Regions from separate parts of the Mus musculus genome. Here all the other regions are linked to region 1. A link is a contact called in public promoter capture Hi-C data. All regions are on one chromosome and are shown on one strand. Each heading gives the region's core, a stretch centred on a gene start, on an enhancer-like site or on the middle of the called end of the contact. The rest is flanking DNA. Distances are from core to core; before and after follow the strand shown. Region 1 holds the start of Slc30a7 (solute carrier family 30 (zinc transporter), member 7). Region 2 holds the start of Frrs1 (ferric-chelate reductase 1). Region 3 holds the start of Trmt13 (tRNA methyltransferase 13).

The links. Promoter capture Hi-C pulls out the DNA fragments that hold promoters and counts their contacts. Capture Hi-C pulls out chosen DNA fragments and counts their contacts.
Region 2: a contact with region 1 is called in a promoter capture Hi-C map of adipose tissue, with 4 times the contacts expected there. The contact joins the promoter of Frrs1 here to the promoter of Slc30a7 in region 1. A contact is called at or near these places in 9 of 39 promoter capture datasets (the 3T3-L1 cell line, HPC-7-derived erythroid cells, the SN4741 cell line and 5 more), 1 of 484 Hi-C or Micro-C datasets (macrophages), 12 of 115 datasets of contacts at active chromatin or transcription factors (the 230-238 cell line, T-cell acute lymphoblastic leukemia, bone marrow-derived dendritic cells and 8 more) and 4 of 9 other capture datasets (adipose tissue, liver, macrophages and 1 more).
Region 3: a contact with region 1 is called in a promoter capture Hi-C map of second pharyngeal arch cranial neural crest. The contact joins the promoter of Trmt13 here to the promoter of Slc30a7 in region 1. A contact is called at or near these places in 9 of 39 promoter capture datasets (cranial neural crest, hematopoietic stem and progenitor cells, hippocampal neurons and 5 more), 8 of 115 datasets of contacts at active chromatin or transcription factors (bone marrow-derived dendritic cells, bone marrow-derived macrophages, embryonic hindbrain and 5 more) and 1 of 9 other capture datasets (adipose tissue).

The regions. Positions count from the first base shown.
Region 1 is chr3:116,005,592-116,009,913 of GRCm38.p6, forward strand. It overlaps Slc30a7 (solute carrier family 30 (zinc transporter), member 7), which reads right to left and starts at 1,815. Exons shown (of 11, transcript NM_023214.7): 1 at 1,544-1,815; 2 at 1,243-1,344. The coding sequence starts at 1,623. It overlaps Extl2 (exostosin-like glycosyltransferase 2), which reads left to right and starts at 2,706. Exons shown (of 5, transcript NM_001163514.1): 1 at 2,706-2,946.
Region 2 is chr3:116,859,329-116,863,650 of GRCm38.p6, forward strand. Frrs1 (ferric-chelate reductase 1) reads left to right here and starts at 2,352. Exons shown (of 17, transcript NM_009146.3): 1 at 2,352-2,381.
Region 3 is chr3:116,612,714-116,617,035 of GRCm38.p6, forward strand. Trmt13 (tRNA methyltransferase 13) reads right to left here and starts at 1,874. Exons shown (of 12, transcript NM_030016.3): 1 at 1,046-1,874. Sass6 (SAS-6 centriolar assembly protein) reads left to right here. Exons shown (of 17, transcript NM_028349.3): 8 at 1,193-1,384.

The DNA of each region.
Region 1 (4,322 bases), core at 565-3,064:
CAGCAGAGTTAGAGTCCAAAGACTATGATCTTTTACCCCTCTGAAAATGGATTTTAAAAGACAGAGGCCAAGTTAGTTTACTAGAAGTAACAAAAATAGACCATAAATGGCACAGGTTAATCTACAATCCTATGTAACTCGCCTAAAGATCCTGGGAGAGTTATATCCCCCATCTTCTAATAGAGTCTCTTTCTTTAACATTTTGTTTTTATCCCTGCATGTGTGTGTCTGTCTGTACGTCTCTGTTTTTCTGTGTCTGTCACATGTGTGCATGTGCCTGTGAGGTGGAGAAAAGAATGTCAGACCCTTGAAGCTGGAGTTACAGGCAGTTGTGAGCCACCAGATATGGTGCTGAGAACGAAATCCTGATCCTCTGCAAGAGCAGTGAGCACTCTCAACTTCTGCCCCTCTTTTATCGATTCTTAGAAGGGAATAAAATCTAGAAATGGAGTTAGCACACTTCAGAAGTGTGCTCATTCTGTTATTTGCAGAGCAGTTTCACAAGCCCAGAAGTTATCCCACAGCAAATACTTAAATTCCAGTGACTTTACTTCCTTAGCGACACCGGACTCTCTTCGACCCAAATCTTGACACCATAAAACAAAAACAAACAAACAAAAAAGCCCAAAGGTGACACCAAAGCCTTCAAGTCAAAATGGCATTCTCAGAAAACTGTATGGGATTTTCTACTGCAGTAAAGATACAAGGAAAATCCTAAGACAGTTTCACTGGAAAAGAGAATGGCATATGCTTTGCCAACGGTCTCTTCACAAACCTCTTCAAAAGTCATTCAAAGGCAATCATAAATTTAACAGGGCCATTCAGATCTTTCTCTCTCAGAATCTTAGGAGTGAAATCCAAAAAAAAAAAAAAAAAAAAAAAAAAAAGCCACACCCACAGGTAGGTTAGCTAACAGGATCCTCTCATTTTTCCTGAGGCATAGCTAAGGCAAGCTGTTAAAGAGATTCATTGCATCTGCCAAATAAAAAAGTAAAAAAAAAATATGAGGAGGGGGCCTGTTTGTCAGTTCTGTTTAATGGAGTTGCAGGAAATGAGAGTCCCCGATCTTAGAACTGCAGCCCTTCCCTTTTGGTGAGAGTACGCTGAGAGCAACTCAGCAAAAGTGGTAGTGGCAAAGGTAAGACGTGAACCTGCCGGTAAGGAGCTACGTGGCACTAAGCAAATAGTGGCTTGTCTCCCTCACCCTCTGCTTCCGCCCCAATCATCTTCCCCTTTGGTTACCAGTTGCTCCAGATGCCGTAGAGTAGTTCCACAAAAGCGAAAGAGAGGTTCAGGCACAGGAAGAAAAACAGGTTCCGGGATGTCTTGTCCGACAGGATGGACCTGGGCACGATACAGGTGATCAGAAGCAAGCAGGAGCCAAGGGGGTTGCGGGGACCCCTCAAAACCCACCCAGTCCGCATGCTCGTTCCACCACAGCAGGAGGGTGACGCTCCCATGCTGGACCTCAGGCCATCCTTAGCACCCAGCTTTGTCTCAGCATCCCGGGCAGCCCCCTCCCAGCAATCACAGCACCCCGCACCTAAACCAGCCTGAGATCTTGCCGAACAGATTGAACTTGGGTGGTTTGTATTCATCATCCTTGATGGACAGGGGCAACATCTTCTCCACCCGGCGAAGGGCCGGGTCTCCGTCCCTCTAGAAGTGACTCGGTATGGTGGCGGCAGTGACAGCGGTGACGCTTCAAACGCGGACCCCAAAGCGCTTGACCGCCGCGGCACCGCCGCGAGACACAGACACAGACACACACCCGGGAATTCGAGGACTTCCGGCCCGGGCCGCGCAACGCGTCCTGGGACGGGAAAGCGGGAGGCGGGGGCGGGGACTCCGGCAGGGGAGGGGCTTACGGGGAGGAGGCGGGGCTTGGGGGCTGCGGAAAGTCCGAGCTGAAAGCTTGGGGATCTATCTCTAGCTGAGCTAGGGGTCCTATCTCCTGAACTCACGAAAGATACCCCTGCTGGCTCTCTGCAGACGTGGCTGACTGGTTCAGGGCCCGCTGTCACCCACCCAGATCGCCCATCACTATCGTCCCCGGATGCAGTGCAGCCCGCTCCTGCTCCTTCAGCATTAACCCCCTAAAGGACCTCAAATCCCCGCTGTGCCTTAGGCAGCATCACTGAAAAGCCCAGGCGGCCACGTGCTGCGCCGCCACTGCACGGGATGTGCGAGAATGGCTTCCCGAGGTCAACGCTAAGGGAGTCCACCCCCACCCGCGGAAACCGTCACGCGGGACGCGATCGTTGAGTGCTTTGCAAAAGAAACACTTAAAGGTATTTTAAAACGTCCTTTAGGAAGAGGGCCATAGACTATGGCCTTGAGGTCCGCTTCTTGCTGTTTCTCCCCTGCAACCTCATTCGGTTGTAGCCCTGAAGGCAACCGCAGACAGGTTCCTTTAGCATCCTTGTCACCCCCAAGACAGTAGCTGTCACTATGGTCCATTTCAGGAGGTGCAGATACAAGCCTGTTGGGTGGGAGGCTGGGGATGAGCCTTGTGGGCCTGGGCTGGCTAGAGAGACACTCTCCAGCATCTTTCTAGGGGATTGTTTAGACAAGGTCAGCTGGCCGATCACGTGAATGATTAAAAGTTATTACCTAGAAGGGGAAACCCGGAAAGGGGGTCTGGTTTGGGGAGGTGGCTTGGAAACTACAAAACCGAGCTTCTTGGGAAAGCCTTTTTGCCTAACAGGAAGTGGAGCGTCACCCAAAGCGAGGGAGGGGTGGCCACTCAGGAACTGTCCCCTGCTCCAGGCACTCACTTTGCAGGCGGCGCATTTCCTAGGTTATCAATTGGACGGGCAGAGAGGTTGGAAGCCCGGTTTAGGAAAGGGGTGGAAAAGAGGCAAGCAAAGGAGACTCTCCTTTCGATTTATGCTAACCAAGCTGCAAATAAACCCGCTGGCCCCGCTGCAATCTTCTGCACTAGAGGTGAGGCAACTGTGAAATTCTCTTTCATTGATTTTATCTTTCCATTTGGGACCTCTGCTTGTTTTGCCCTCGTTCTTGGAACTTTGTGGGTAGGAAGGATTTATTCTGTAATTTAGATTTTTGAAAATAGATCTTGATTTTTTTTTAATGTTCCTCTTTAAAAACTGCTGGTAACAAACGGCTTGATTCTATAAGTTCTAGGACAAACATGTCTCTTTTGTCTTTGCCTTTCTTGGACCATTATTGTCATGTAAGCAAATATTCTCAATTAGTAGCATTTACTTTTTAAAGGCTACTCTGTTGTTGTTGTTCAGAGCAGTTTTTCAATTCTACCCTACTGCATTGCTGAGGAAGCCAGAACTGACTGCAGACGAGGTCGTTTAAGGCAAAATAGCTATTGCAATTGATTTTTTCCCCCTTGAAGACTGCTTTATTTAAGTATGATGGTGGGGATGGTATATCAAAATAATCAAGTTTCAGCAATGGATTTCCAGCCTTCTCATTAAGGTCACCTGCAATTTGAGCCTATGTGGTTTTTATCCTGCCTTTGGAAATAAATTCTGTATTCCATCTTGCACTGTTGTAAATCCGAAGTTGCTTAGCTGGCATAGATAGGGAGGAACCCATATTACCTGTTATTGAATAGTTTTGAAAGGCATTAAAGAAATTTAATTTCAGCTTTATCAGTTTCCTAGATTTGTTACGATATAAGGTAGATCTGCTCTTGAAGATCTTCTCCCTTCTGACTGTGGCCATGCTATTTTTTAATCCTTAGCCCTGGACAGCATAAAGGCCAATCAGCGTTAAAGGCATTTTCGTTTGCAGTATAAAGGACAGAAGGACACTCTTTAAACCAGGAAAAGTTGTTTCTACTGTGCCTCACTTCTTTTTGTAATCTTTAAATAATATCTATCCTGTTCATGTTAACCTACACATAGGTTAACATATGTCCCACATGTTAACACACGTCCCACACGTCAAAATAGAACTCAGTTATCATTTGGAGATTATCTTGTATGTGTTGGGTGTCCAGACTATAAAGCAAGATAAGTGAGAGTTCTTCTCCGGGGAGAGTTTTATGGAGAGGACAAATTAATGTGAAGAGAGGGAGGTGGGGAGAAAGGCAAACCCATCGGTATTTTAGATGGTGCAGTCTTTAAGTTGTGCAGCAGCGATGAATTTGAAACAGTGAACAGAGACAACAGCTATTGCTCGATGAGCCTTTCTGCCTGTGCTCACCCATTCATCTTACTCCCGCAGTAATTCTTATCATTAAAAGAAGGAGTTGGGCGCACAACGATTTTGATTCCTTAGCTCTGTGTTGGTGGTCAGTGTTTAAGCAAGCCTGCAGTCACACGAGGTACTTGGGAAGTCTC
Region 2 (4,322 bases), core at 1,102-3,601, 850 kb after region 1:
GGGACTCAAGACAAGTCAAGTGTTGTGAAGGGTCCTGAAGGTGGATTAGGAAGTGTTGATTTAGAGGGTTGTGAGTGGCTTCAATTGAGTAGCCTCCAGCATCTTAGATTTCAGGCTCCAATGGGCGTTTTAAATGAACTTGGCCTCTTTTGTGGCAACTGATAACAGGGTGTAGAGATGAGCCTGCCAGTGGGTGATAGGAAGGGATAAAGCTGTGGACTTGGAGGAAGTGATAGGTCTGGCAAGGGTGTCTTCTGAAAGGGTTAGCCTCACTTTCACCCAACAGCTTCCTAAGAGTGCTCTGAGGTAAGTTATGCAAAGTATTATTCCTTTCATAGACTTTTTAGCTTACTGTTGGTGGGCAAAGTCAGCAAGGCAGAGTCTAATTACAGTCAAAGAAAGCGAAACCACTATCTTGGAGTAACTGTCTCTCAGGCTGGGATGAATGAATATATTCTAAGGAGATATTAATACCTCTTTTTTCGGCGATCATGATATTGAAATTCTCTCCAGGAATATCCTGCAAGGAGCTGAAACGGCTGTAAGCTCTGGGGACCTCCAGAGGAGGAATTTGTCAGAACTTTTCAGATGACCTTGCAAGAGATACCTGGAGCTGAGACAGTGGTGTGTCACACCACACCCTAGCTGACTGCTTGCTTAGTTATGTTTATGTGTATTTTCTTCTATTTGAACAATAACCTTAAACTGAGAAGACAGACACGTGTGTGTGTGTGTGTGTGTGTGTGTGTGTGTGTAGTGTATGTGTGTGCGTGTGTGTAGTATGTGTGTGTCCAGACTTCATTTTTCTTCCTTCCTCATGGTAGTCAACCACATGAAATAAATCTCTCCTTTTATTTTTCTTTTTTTAGTTAGGCTTTTAAAATTGGATTATGGAGGATAGGTGGCCAACCATGGCTTATAGGGGTCCTAGTTGAACCCCAAGTCTGTGGTTTTGAGCTGAAAAAATCAGTTGACTTAGTTGAAAAGTTTTAATGCCCCAAGCTGCTTTAGGTTGGAAACAAGATTTGGGCTCTCATTACTTAAAGCCCCCCTTTTAATTTTCTGGGGCGGTGGCTGCTGCGGGGGTGGGGCGGGTGGGGTTGAGGGTGGGGCGTTTGTTAAATGTTAACAGTTCTTCCTAGGCCGTTCAGAGGTGGGTGTTCTTTCCTATCTCTTCTTTTCAAATGGATCTAAAGAATTTACTGGTGTTGCGCAATGGGTAACCACAGGTCAAAGCCTGCCTCACGATCCTTCCCCCAACCCACACGTCCTCCCAAGTTAGGACGACGTGGTTAACATTTTTCAGATATAGATTTTTTTCCCTAGCACTGAACATGTTCTTTTGCAAAATAATGCAAGGCACAGACTAAAAAGAGACAATGGGAAGCCACAGCCACACGCATTTCAAGTTGTACTTTACAAAAAGAAATCTCGAAAGAGTCCTTTCAACTTTTATAATTTGTGCACTTTGGGTGGTGGTAGTGCAGACCTTTAATCCTGGCAATGTGGAGGCAGAGGCAGGAGGATCCCTGTGAGTTTGAGACCCGACTGGTCTACACAGCTAGTTCTAGAACAGCCAAGGCTACACAGAGAAACAGTGTCTCACACCCCCCCCACCAAAAACAAAACAAAACAAAACTGTGCGCTACGATTTCTTTACAAAATTTTGTAGGTAACTAAATAGTATGTGGAGTGCTGCTAGATTTAAGAAAAAAAAAAAAAAAAAAAAAAAAAGGGTGGGGTGGGGAGAAGGACTAAAGCTGGGAGTGGTGGTCCACCCATTTAACCCAGAAGGCGGCAGAGGCACAGCTAAGGCTGCTGCACAGAGAAACCCGGTCTCAAAACAAAAACAAAGGGGGCGGAGGTGGTCCTGTAAATTCTCACGGTGAACTTCAATTCTATATTTAGCCAGTCATTAAAAAGCAAACCAAACCAAGCCATCAGCATGCCTGTGGTACTGCGTACTTCAGTACTCACACTGCTAACTGAAATTGCAGTGGAACTGGGTATCCTACTTATTTGCTGAATATGGCTACCTCGCTCAGGCAGGAGGAGCAGGTGCCTTTGTCTTTGAGTCACAGGCAACAGGTATGCATTCAAATAGGCTGGTAGAGAAAACCAAGGAAAGTGTAATTTGCTCAGTGCAACAGTAGCTAGTGAGTTAAAAACACGCAGAGCGTTTTTATTTTTTAGAAACAGAACCCTTCTAGTTTCACATGTGCAGTCCTAAAGCCCATCCCGGGCTCGGAAACCAGGTAGGGCAGCTTGGGTCGCCAGCCTTCCCTGCCGGTTTCCCAGTAAGCTGGCTCCGCCTAGTTGCAGCTCCGCGGTACCCGCCGGAGCCAAGCCGGAAGTTGCTCAGGCTGCCTCTGCTGCTCAAGGTAAGAGCCCGTTCTGTTTAGTTTTCTGTGTCAAGACTCTTGGTAAAGCTTATAAAAATCAGAGCTAGCTGGGCGACGGCGGCGAGAGCAGGCACCTTGCGTGGTCTGGCAGTCAGGAGGCTGGAGGAGGGCTGCGCTCGCCGGCAGGGTTGTCTTGATCTGTCTAGCGATTTAGTTTCCCAATATGCCTCGTGACTTTGACTAAAGAGCCCTAATCCCCAAAATGGGGTAGTTGTAAGGACAGACGAGCATGAGGGCCCGAAAAGTATTGACTTTAATTTGTGCTCCATAAGAAAAATTGAACAACGGAAACTTGACTTTTGCATTGAAACCTAATGTCATAGTTTGCCCATGTGCGAGTTACTCGTGTGTGTGTGTGTGTGTGTGTGTGTGTGTGTGTGTGTGTGTTCTTATGTCTGTGCATGTCCAGCAGCCTCTTCTCTTCTCCTTTCTTTTCTTTCCTTTCCTTTTTTTCTCTTCTCTTCTCTTCTCTTCTCTTCTCTTCTCTTCTCTTCTCTTCTCTTCTCTTCTCTTCTCTTTTCTCTTCTCTTCCTCCTCTTCTCGTCTCGTCTCGTCTCGCTCTTCTCTTCTCTTCTCTTCTCTTCTCTCCCTCTCCCTCTCCCTCTCCCTCTCCCTCTCCCTCTCCCTCTCCCTCGCTTTTCTTTCCTTTCCTTTTTTCTTTCCATAATGTCTAAGGTCAAAGGGAAAATTTCAACTAACAAATGTGCTTTCTGGAATTTCTCCTAACATAGCTAAACTTTAAACTTTCAGTTCAGCTACAGGTATGTAAGTCTGCAATGGTGGAGGAAAATGTGATACAAGTTTCTATTAGCTAATAGTACATTTCTAAGAAAAGAACACTTACTTCAGGTTGGTACAACTAGGCAAGATTCCAAGGAAAGAAGGCTATTTTATCCGGAGCCCTGGCTTAGGATCTCATTAAGTAGCCTTAGCTGTCCTGGAACTTTCTCTATAGAACAGGTTGGTCTCAAACTTACAGAGATCTGCTTGCCTCTGCCTTCTGACTACTATGATTAATAGTGTGTGCCTGGTTAGGTGTTTTATTTAATTCTTACAAAGTAGTTTTTTTTTTTTTTTTTTTTTTTTTTTTTAAACTGGTACTGCCTCCAAAAATAAGAAGCCTAAGTGAGAGTGAGAATAAATAATTTGCTCTGGGTCACAACAGTGGTCCCTGACAGGTGATAATGGGTAAATGGATCAAGGTAGGGGAGATGTTCAGAGAACCTGATGACCAGAGTGCAACCCTTAGGTTGTACATGATGGAAGGAGAGAACTGACTTCTGCTAGCTGTCCTCTGACCTCTACGGCATGCCGAGGCAAGTGCAATTTAAAAACAGAGGACCAATTCAAACACAGAAATACCGTACAGTTTAATGTCGTGGTCATAGAGGATAGTGGTTGAGGACATTTACACGGACATTGCAAATTGTAGGTGTTTTAAAACAAAAGTAAAAAAAGGGAAACATGACAGTGCTTGAAAAGAGGAGCCAAATCTAATTCTTGTGTGAGCAATTTAATGCACTTCTTTTTTTCTTTTCTTCTTTCTTTCTTTCTTTCTTTCTTTCTTTCTTTCTTTCTTTCTTTCCCTCTCTCTTTCTTCTTCCCCTCCCCTCCTCCCCTCCCTCCTTCTCTTTCTCTCTCTTTCTTTCTTTCTTTCTTTCTTTCTTTCTTTCTTTCTTTCTTTCTTTCTTTCTTTGATTAATTTATTGAGAGGTGTTGCTATGTAGCCCTGGGTGTCCTGAGCTTGCAGAGACCCATCTGTTTCTGCCTCCCAAGTGACAGGACTAAAGGTGTGCCATCAACTTAATGTATGTCTCAATCGTTATATAATTTTATAATGTATACTTGTAGTATTTTTTTTTTCTAAATTATAAATTGTCAAACCTGTGAAGAATTTAGTAAGGAATAGAGTTATCATAA
Region 3 (4,322 bases), core at 624-3,123, 610 kb after region 1:
GATTATTTAATGCCCATTCAACATGCTCATTGTTAAATTATCCCTATTGCTATTTTTAGGAATTATTTATATATTCTAAATATAATTTTTTGTCAGGTACTGATATCACTTAGTATCTACAACGAATAATTCCAGAGACTTTTTTTTGTTTGTTTTTTGTTTTTGTTTTTGTTTTTCGAGACAGGGTTTCTCTGTATAGCCCTGGCTGTCCTGGAACTCACTTTGTAGACCAGGCTGGCCTCGAACTTAGAAATCTACCTGCCCCTGCCTCCCGAGTGCAGAGACTCTTTCAAGATACTGAAGTATACAGAGGCTCAAATGTCCCTTATTCAAAGTGGCATACTATTTACATATAACTTGTGCACATCTATACTTTGGACCATCTCTAGGTTATTTACAATGTCCAATACTATAACTATATATATATGTTATACATATATATACTATATACAGTATATGTATGTATACTATATACATATATGTATGTGTGTGTATATATATGTGATGCAGACAGTTGTAGAGTGTTGTTTAGGGAATAATAGCAGAAAAATCTGTACATCACAATACAGATAAAACTACATGGTACAAGAGTGAGCCATTGGGTAAATGACACTCCAGCGATGAGTTCTGAGTGACTGAGATCTGTGGCACAGGGCTCTAGTGAGTGTAGCTGCATACTTCCCCTCCTCCTTTGAGACAGGGTCTCTGTGTAACCCTGGCTGTCCTGGAACTCAGATTCTCTGCCCTCTACCTTCCGAGTGCTAGGATTAAAGGAGTTTACCCGCATGCCTGGGCCCCCCTCTTTTTTTTTTTTTTTTTTTTATTTACATTTTTATTAAATAATATTTGTGACTGGGGATTTTATATATTTTTGCTCCCTCCAAGTAAGACTGTCTACTTGTACTCTGGTTAGGCTATTTTTTAAGACAGAGTATTGTGTAGCCCAGGCTGGCCTCAGTCTTGCTGTGTAGCAGGGAGTGACTTTGAAGTTCTGGTCCTTGGATCACACCTTCTCAGGGTTGGGAATTACCTTTGTTTACCTTACCTGCTCTTTCGTGAAATCTGTAATTAGACTTCTTCTAAGCAGGGAAATTGGAAAACGATGAAGAAATTAGGATGAAGAAATGATGTTTTGTTTTTTCTGATCTTTATACTTCTGCTCTTTCTCCTTTGACATACTGCTCTATAATAGACCCAAGTTCAGTGCCAACAGCAGCACGAGCAACAGAAAAAGGAACTGGAAACCCTCCATCAACGGAATATCCACCAGCTACAAAGCAGATTGTCCGAGTTAGAGGCAGCTAATAAAGAGCTCACCGAGAGGAAGTATAAAGGAGACTCGACTGTCCGAGAGCTAAAGGCGAAGCTGGCTGGCGTGGAAGAGGTATCCCGTGCTGGCTGCTGTTGCGGGCTCCCTCGGCTTTAGTGTGGCTACTGTGCTGCTCAGTGGCTGCTGTTCCCTTGGATGCTCTGCACAGAACTTCTGTCCCTACAGTGATCATCTCACTGCAGAGAAAACAGGGAGTGGCAAGTGTGATGACGGAGCTGGTTCAGGACAGCATGGAAACAGACTGGGTATTTTAGTGTGGAGTTGGAATATTCACGGGAGCAGCCCTCAGATCCTTTCAGTTCCTTTTAATATTACTGCAGTGTCTGTGTCTCACAGCGTTGGCAAGTGTAGTCCAGCAGCTCTATGAAGTGGAACGACCAGTGAGGATACTACTGCTAGACAGTAGCTGTTGCTTACTGAGCATGTGCGAGGTAACCACAGACACTGTGGAAGTGACTTCCAGAAATGAACCCCGTATTTAGGTGCCACCCTTAACCTCACTGCAGAGATGCTGAGGCTGCAACACAGAGTTCTGTTGTTACTCGCTTGCTCCAGCCAGGGAAAGAGAGGGGTGTAACCCGGCTGTTGTTTGCCTGTCTTTCTTTCCAGCACACAGAAATGTTTGTTTTGCCCTGCTGGGGTTTAACCCAGGGCCTTCTGCATACTTGGCAAGTGCTCTGCAGTGAGCTTCAAACCTTGCACATCAGAGAAATGTAAACAGTGTTGGTGTTTGCTACAGCACATCTGTGCGTGCCTTGGCACGAGTGATAGTCTCTATTAGTAGAAGTTATTTTCAGATTTATTTGTATGTATTTTGAGACAGGGTTTCCTGTGTCCCCGAGATTGGCTTCAGACTCCTGATCTCAAAGCGGCTTTGCCTTACTTAGTAGGTGGACCAGAGGCCTGTGCCGCCATTTCTGATTTTTGTTTGTTTGCTTTGTTTTTTGAGATAGAGTTTCTGTGTATTCCTGGAAGTCCTGGAACTCTGTAGACCAAGCTAGCTTTGAACTCAGAGATCTGCTTACCTCTAACTCCCAAGTGATGGGATTAAAGGTGTGTGGCACCATGCTTAGCTTGTTTCTGGTTGTTAAGGTCTTTGTGTTTAACAACAGAGATAATCAACATTCTGTTTCATTATAATGTTTAGACGCTAAAGCTCCACCCATTTTATGTGTAGATCCTTGAAACATTCTGCACCAACAATAGCTGTGTGTGTGGATTTCTATCCTATACCCTTCCTGTAGTAGTGCAGCATTTCTGACATCACACTTGGTACCTTAGTAGATCAATGGCTTCATTATAATGCTATATGATTTCTCCCATCTAAATCCCCAAACTAGCTAGTATATTAATAATCTTACTATGTTGTTTGTTTTTGTTTTGGGGATTTTTTTTGGTTTTGGTTTTTCCAGTGAGAGTTTTCTGTGTAGCCCTGGCTGCCCTGGAACTCTGTAGATAAGGCTGGCCTCAAACTCAGAGATTGTCCTTTATCTCTCTCTCTCTCTCTCTCTCTCTCTCTCTCTCTTGAGTGCAGGGATTAAAGGCTTGTGCTGCCACCACCACCTGGCAATTATGTTTTTATATAACCTCATTGTGGTAGTTATCTTTGTACCGGTGACAAAATATTACGTAAACAACTTAAGGGAGAGGCATTTATTTTGGCTCACCATTTCAGAAGCTTCATTTTGGCTGTGCATAGGATTCAGTGCCTTGGAGTTGGGACATGTGGTACTCATTTCACATGGACAGAAAGTGGTTAGGGGAACTGTGACAACACAGTGACATGCCAGGATACATCTCTTGAGGACATGTTTCCAGCGACTTGACTTCCTTTACTAAGCCCCACTTCCACATTTCCACAACCTCCCAATACAGTGCCTCCAGCTGAAGATCCAGCCTGCGGGGACATTTCCTGTTTAAGCTGTAACTTCACATCGTCTCTTCCAAGGTTTGCAGAGCACCCGTGGAGAGTCGCTTCTGCCTGAGGAACCTTGCTTTATCACTGAGGGTTCGGTTTCATAACTGTGTGAGGTTAAACATTGTAGGCAGCAGTGTCCTACAGTGATTATCATTTATTGGATATTTACTGTGTGCAGTCAGTATGTTAGGCAGTTTACATAAGGATTTTTGAAATATTTGGGGGGATTTATATGTTAGATCACTGGCCTTTTGCTGCCAGATACCAGGCCATGAATGTTTGTAAGAGATAGGCTCGCCATGCTATGGTCTTGCAGACTTCCCCATCCACAGCTTCGAGACAAGGTTATGGTCCTCCCTAGTGCCTGTTTTCTTACCCTATGCCACCTAGGCCAGGCCAGACTGTAGCACATGCTATGAAGGTTGCTCACCCTTTGAAAACCATCAAGTGACAGAACCTGCTTTGTTCTTGAGAACTACAAGGTCTGTGTCTTCTGTCCAGGTCCCTATGATGCTATAGCTGGCAGCTGTCTCTTCCCAGTCTAGCGCCCTGAGGACTTCTATGCCACTCTTCTCTCTCTTCAAGACCTGTCTCCCAGTAAAGCAAGGGTGATCGCATGTCCGTTCCTTCCCAGGAACCGGCATTAAAGATTATTTAAAATTTATTTATGTGCATGTGTGCTTAAAATGAGTACACACTTGTCAAGACAACTTTATAAATGAGGGCACTGAAAGAAGTTGCGCAGAACATATTCTCTGATTTGAAGTCAAGTCTGTCTGAAGCCAAAGTCTGCTCTGAAAAGCATTGTTGGGCACTATAAAGTTATCTTAATTTTTTTTTGTTAAAACAATTCCCTAGGTATTACTTACTGGATTTAGATTAGTTACAGTTGGGGTGCTGTTAGCTTATTGAGAAGTGATTTATTCTAGATTGTTTTGAGACCTATTTTTAGTTAAGTTATTTGCTTTTTTCTTTGCTTTAAGTATAAAACAAAGAAAAAATCAGAAATGTTAACATATTTATTAACATAGAAAAAAATTTAAGGGCTGGAGAGATGACTCAGCAGTTAAGAGC